Regions from separate parts of the Ovis aries genome. Here region 2 is linked to region 1. Evidence: chromatin contacts called from public Hi-C data. All regions are on one chromosome and are shown on one strand. Each heading gives the region's core, a stretch centred on a gene start, on an enhancer-like site or on the middle of the called end of the contact. The rest is flanking DNA. Distances are from core to core; before and after follow the strand shown. Region 1 holds the start of CENPU (centromere protein U). Region 2 holds the start of SLC25A4 (solute carrier family 25 member 4).

The links. A called contact is a pair of places that touch in the nucleus more often than the background predicts.
Region 2: a contact with region 1 is called in a Hi-C map of liver, with 4 times the contacts expected there. The contact joins the promoter of SLC25A4 here to the promoter of CENPU in region 1. A contact is called at or near these places in 7 of 16 Hi-C or Micro-C datasets (blood, liver, muscle and 2 more).

What each region holds. Positions count from the first base shown.
Region 1 is chr26:14,362,516-14,365,715 of ARS-UI_Ramb_v3.0, reverse strand. CENPU (centromere protein U) reads left to right here and starts at 1,574. Exons shown (of 13, transcript XM_060406947.1): 1 at 1,574-1,704; 2 at 2,373-2,474. The coding sequence starts at 2,458.
Region 2 is chr26:14,674,962-14,678,161 of ARS-UI_Ramb_v3.0, reverse strand. It overlaps SLC25A4 (solute carrier family 25 member 4), which reads right to left and starts at 1,623. Exons shown (of 4, transcript NM_001127278.1): 1 at 1,513-1,623; 2 at 1-243. The coding sequence starts at 1,623.

The DNA of each region.
Region 1 (3,200 bases), core at 325-2,824:
TGGGGAACCAGTTGGCTCACACTCTGCTTTGGGCAGCGAGCGCAGGTCCAGAGACTCTTGTTCTTGAGTCTCTTGCTTCCCCACACCCACTGATACTGGCTCCTGCCAGCTCCCTGCCCTGCCCAGGCGGAGCTGTCTCTGGGCTCTGCGATCTGGGAGAAACTCCAGGGCAGCCCCAGGCAGCTCAGGCGCCAGGATTGCTGCTGCTAACTCTGTGGGCCTTCAAATCCATCCCCTTCCCACATTCCCTTAGTCCCACCGCCCAAGAGTGCCATCTCTTGCCCTGACCATGTACCGTCCTCTTACCTGACGTCCTTATCTCCTACATTGATCTCTACTAACTCACCCCCTTTCCCTCCACTTTGCAGCAGGAATGACTTCTCCCAAGTCTTAATCATGTGATTCCCCTGCTTAATCACGCCCAGGTTTCCTATTGCTCACAAGTTGGAACTGCTGAATGCACTTAGAGGAAGGCTTCACAAACCTGATTGTGCAGCAGATCCCCAGGGGATCTTAAAATGCGATTCTGATTCAATAAATCTGAAATCAGGCCTGAAATTCTTCACTTCTAATAAGCTTCCAGCTGAAGCCAGTGCTGCGGACCTGTACATTATACTTTGAGGAGCAAGAACTGCAGGGCTCCTGCCTGTCTCCCCAGCCTCATCCCTTGCCACTCTAGCTCCCAGAAGGAACCAGGCTCTCACTTACCCCTGGGTCTTCGCACGGGCACCCTCTCTAGAGCACTCTCTGACCCTGCCTGGCTGGCTCCTGTCCTTTACTGCAGTGAGACCATAGAAGCTGCTTCCTCTAGGAAGCCATCTCTGATTTTCCAAGTCCAGGAGACAGATTACTGAGCATATTTGTGGTCTAGTAGTGGTGTGAGGTGCAGGGGTACGGAGATAATCTTTTTCTATTAAGGCACAAAAGTCAAAGAGGTGAGTGAGCTGGACACGGCAACAGCCAGAGAGTGGGGTGGGAGAGCTGTTTCTTGCTACAGAAGGTTCCAGGAAGATGGTCTCTGTGTCACCTGGGGTTAGAGGCAGGTGACCTGAGCTTGTCTGAAGGTCCCTGGCTCGCCCACTTCTCCCTTCTCAGCTAAGCAGAAAGGGTCCCTGAGGAGAGGACCCTGCTTGTCCTGGACTTGGAGAATCAGAGAAGGCATCCTAGAGGAAGCGACTTCTGCGGTCTCACTGCAATAAAGCAGAGGAGCCAGCCAGGCAGGGTAAGAGAGTGCTCTAGGGAGGGTGCACGTGCAAAGGCCCAGGGGTAAGTGAGAGCTTGATTCCTTCTGGGAAGTAAGCAAGCTCATTACCAGGATGAAAACTTTTTCCAGAAAATTCTTTTCTGACCAGAGCTCGAGAGTGAATCATGGAGACAAATTTCTCGTGTAGAAATTTTATGTCCCTTCTTTCCTTAAGAAAATCTTTTCCTTTGGGGTATCCTTCCGTCTCCTTTCCTCTTTCTCAGCTGTGTGAGCTCCTCTGGTCCTTGTACAAGTCTGAGTCATACAGTTACTCCCTCTGCAGGTTGGAAGTTGGTTTTCCTCAGCGAGAGTGAAATCCTGGATTTTGCTAGAATGTTCCTGCCTGGGTTCCTACACCACACTGAGTCCTGCAGGGAGCTGGGAGCGGAGTCTGAAGCACGTGACAAAGCATCGTCCGGAGGTAGTGACCCGACCTATTCAGCCCTGTGATCTCAGCTTGGGTAAGAGAAGTGCCAGTTAGGTCTGGAAAAAGTAGAACATTAGTTACAGAACAAACAAGTTTAGTAGCTGGGTATCCGAGCCAGGATGGTGTTGGAAAGCACGTGACCTGGGAGGAAGGGAGCCAATGTCATTGCCAACTGCTCCGATGGAAAAATCTTTCTGCCCTCTGCCTTAGTAAACGATACCGAATAGTCCTACCTTTCTGAATTTTTATTTCCCCTTTTTCTGAAAGAGGAGGCATCCAAGAGGAGGTCTCCTTCCTCCTGGCCCCGCCTCCCACCCTCCTGAGATGTTTCCAGTTCTTTCTACAGGGTCAAACCGTTGGTCTGTTTGAAATAGGTAACTACTTTAGTTTCTACCTGTTGAGAATTACCAGGCTCGGTGGGTTATTCCCAATGTGAGTTATACCCAATAACTTACAGGTGCATAAGAAGTTAGAAAGTTGGAAAGTTTAAGAAGTAACTGGTTTTCTTTTCCACAACAGAAATCTTACTGGAATGGCTTTGATAAATTATGGAAGAGCATCATGCACATGAAGGGGAAAATGAGTTGGGCAGTGGCAGTTAAGATGTCTAGCCTTACCAATCTTGAACTGACTTTTAATCAACTGTAAACATTGTTGACAGTGAACATAAGGAAGTAGCTCTGATCTCCGGTTGTTTTCCAGTCTCCAGTCCCGTTCCTCTGCTGCCCTCTAGTGGACATAGCGCAGAACAGCACATTCATCGGAAGGCGCTACCAACAAAGAGCAGATGCTCAGTGAGAAGTGGTAAGCCCTTCTGTCTTGTTTTGTCACTAAGTCGTGTCCGATTCTTTTGCGACCCCATGGACTGTAGCCTGCCAGGCTCTATCTGCCTAGTAAAGTTCTCAGTCGTGTTCGACTCTTTGCGACCCCATGGACTGTAGCCTACCAGGCTCCTCTGTCCATGGGATTTTCCAGGCAAGAGTTGTGGAGTGGGTTGCCATTTCCTTCTCCAGGGGATCTTCCCGACCCAGGGATTAAACCCAGGTCTCCCGCATTGCAGGCAGACGCTTTGACCTCCAAATTCTTTCTCTCTTATCTTTATGATAATCCTATAAGATAAATAATAATATTCTCATTTATACTTTACTTAAACATCAAGCTAATAATTCCAGGATATAAAACTCAACATTCAGAAAACTAAGATCAAGGCATATGGTCCCACCACTTCATGGGAAATAGATGGGGAAACAGTGGAAACGGTGACAGACTTTATTTTGGGGGGCTCCCAAATCACTGCAGATGGTGATTGCAGCCTTGAAATTAAAAGACACTTGCTCCTTGGAAGAAAAGCCATGACCAACCTAGACACATTTTAAAAAGCAGCGACATTACTTTGCCAACAAAGGTCCATCTAGTCAAAACTATGGTTTTTCCAGTAGTCATGTATGGATGTGAGAGTTGGACTATAAAGAAAGCTGAGCACTGAAGAATTGATGCTTTTGAACTGTGGTGCTGGAGAAGACTCTTGAG
Region 2 (3,200 bases), core at 374-2,873, 310 kb before region 1:
GGCCAGGTTACCAGCAAAGTAGCGCCAGAACTGCTTATGCCGGTCCACACCCCCCAGGAAGATCTGCTTGTACTTGTCCTTGAAGGCGAAGTTGAGAGCTTGGGTGGGGAAGTAACGGATCACGTTGGCCAGGTTACCCCTCCAGAAGGAGAGAAAGCCCTGCTCTTTAGGGATTCTCACCACGCAATCAATGATCCCTTTGTACTGCTTCTCGGCACTGATCTGTTTGCTGGCATGCTGGACCTGCAGCAGGGAGAGGGGCGGGGGAGGAGGGAGATGGGGGGGACAGGGAGGGCCGAGAGAAGAGGGCAGGAGAACAAGGTTTGTGCTTCCTGATTTCCTTGTTTAAAAAGTACGGGGAAATCAAATGAACACTGAGTAAACTGAGGTCTTAGCTACTTGGACACTGAGTCCCCTAAACCCAGTTTACCTCAATTACCAGGGCAGGGCATTTGAGAGAAACAGTTCTCCAAAATACACTGAAAAGGATGATCTGATTACGTAAAGGGAGACATTGATTTGCTGCATTTTCCCTAGGTGCCAGAACTGTACTAGGGGTTTATTACTGGGAGACAGAAATAATTAAAGATCCCTGGCCCAAAGGACACCTGCTCTGATCTGACAGATATGATCGGCAGGAGGTGAGGATTCCTCAGTCTCTCTTTAGTGTCCCTGAAGACACAATCTCTGAGTAGTAAAGAAGAAGGAATCCACTCAGCATTGGAGCCTGACATTTTCCAAGCATATCCAAATAATCAATTATTGAGGAGTTGTTGCTGTGGGCCATTTGTTGGGGTTTTTTCTTGTTATTGATCATTTTGACTCCCAAATTGAGAATGCCCAGTTCCTCATGGAGGGGTCCTTGCTTTTTGCAGGGGGGGGAGCGGGGCGGTGAGATGATGAGAACAAGCCATTCAGAGATCAGGGCTGGGGAGGAAAAGATTTGGGGAAAGGATGAATAAGGCCATCTGAGTTTATTTTGAAAAGTGTTGGTCTCTCAAGACCTGTTCCTTTATGTGCAAAATGGGGGAAACAGTATCTGTTTTACAGAGGTCATACCAAGATGAATGAATAATAGAATAATGTCGGCTATAGCATGGCACACTGGACACTGTAATAATCTTGAGTAGTAATTATTTCGATGATGTTAATCGTAAAAGGTGGATGCTGAGAAGAGGGTGCAAGGGGGTCTGAAAATCAAGAGGTGAGGCTGACCCAGGCCTGAGTGCCCGCGCTGTCCCCGGAGCAGGATCTGGCTGGCTGCAACCTACTCGGGGTGGGTTTCCATATATAGACACCCGCACGCGGGGCGCCACCCGACACCAGGAATCCGCTACTGACGCTGGACCTGTCTCTGCGCAGAGGGCACCTTCCCCTTCGTGCAGGCCGTGCGCCGGGCCCGGGGCCTAGCGCGGATCTGGGGGACAGCCCCGCGCCCCGCGACTCGCCGGGGCCCCGCGCGCCCGGTCCCGCGCGCCCGCGCCCCGCTCGCCGCGCCCGCAAGGTCCTCACCTGCAGCAGCAGTTTGACCCTCTCGATGGGCGCGACAGCAGTCTTGGAGATGGCAGCGGCCACGCCGCCGGCCAAGAAATCCTTCAGGAAGCTCAGAGCCTGATCGCTCATGGTGACAGCCGGGCGCACACCGCCTCCGCGAGACGCGCTCTCGCTGTCTCCGCCCGGGCAGCCCCGGCTTCCCCTGCTCCAGACCCTGCGCGACGCAAAGGGGCCGCTCACCTCACCCCGCTGCCCGCTTTATATACCCCGCCCAGGCTATCGCGAGAGGAGGCGGGGCCCCAGGGCCCCGCTCGCCCCTCTCATTGGCTGGGCGGGTGCTCGGAGCCCCGCCTCCTGACCCGCCCCCTCTTCTGCAGAGGGCAACGGGGGCGAAGGCGCTTCCGGGAGGCAGGGGTGGGCTAGGGGCTGTGCCTGTACTTGGGACGTTTAAAGGGCAAATTCATGTTATCTGTCCCGCGAGTGCAAGGAACACCGTGTCTCTGCAGCATGTGGGCCGCTGTATTTATAGCACAGGAGGCCTAGGCCGACCTGGACACGGACACGGGACCCGCGGCCTCCAGCCCCGCTCGCCTTAACCCCGGGTTTGCACGCGACCCGCCCCCGGCCGAGGCGTGGAAGGCTCTCTTTTCTTCTTTGTTACTGTGTCCCTCCCCAGAGCTCCCTGCCTGTATGCGGGCCCTTAAAGAGTCGTGTGCGCTCACAAATAAATTAAGATCCGCCAGAATAAATACACTAACGTCACTTGATGCTGTGATTGCTTCATCTAATGTGGCAACCTGCTGAATCCCCTCTTCTGTCCATTCAGATCGGTCAATCATTCATTCCACTAGCAAGTGTTCCTGTGCCCGGCACTCAGCGCCACCAGGACAGGCCGAGTGGTAGGGGGGCCACTAGGTCAACACTTACTTAGCAAGTATTTAGTATGTGTGTGTGTCGTTTGTCTATTGGATCTGCCTGTCACCCCATGATGCACAGCCCCTGATAACTCAAATAACGAGGACCTTATAGGTCTCTCTCTTTTTTTTAAATCCCTTAAGGGTTTAATGTTCCACTCTGCTCTCAATAGAATCTCAGCAAATATTCTGGGCAGAATGTTCGCAGGCAGCTGGCAGCTTCTTGAGAGTCGATGCTGTTACCCTTCCCATCAGAGTAGCCGGATGACTGGGGAATGTTAAGTAAGAGAAGGTCGAATGCTTGACTGCTTTTGCCTCTTTTTTAATAGAAACCTGGCTTTGGGGAGATATAGTCTATCTAGTTCTGGGAACTGATTGCAATTAGTTTTTGTATTTAAGAAAATAAATTAGTGTGAACTTTGATTTTCCTTATTTTTTGACAGTTCATAGAATCATACAACTTTTCAAATACAGCTGTTCTTTCCCCTAGAATGATTGATCTAAACTCTCTTCAGTATTCAGTCTCTTGCCATGTTTGTTAATGTTCCTTTGTACACTGGACAAAGTTTAATTCATTTTTTTTTCATGAGCTTGGTGCAGACAGACATCATGCTAGGCACTGAGTGAGCAGCAGCCATGTGTCATCCTGGGTTTGGAGGCTTCAGTAGAGCAGAGGTCACTTAGCTGGATGCCAGCACCATAAAGGGTACACATTTATTTGAGGATGGAGCAGGCTAGAGTTCAGAAACCCAGGTGAGCTGTATGAGAGTGCACATTCACCAAGGTCAGGAA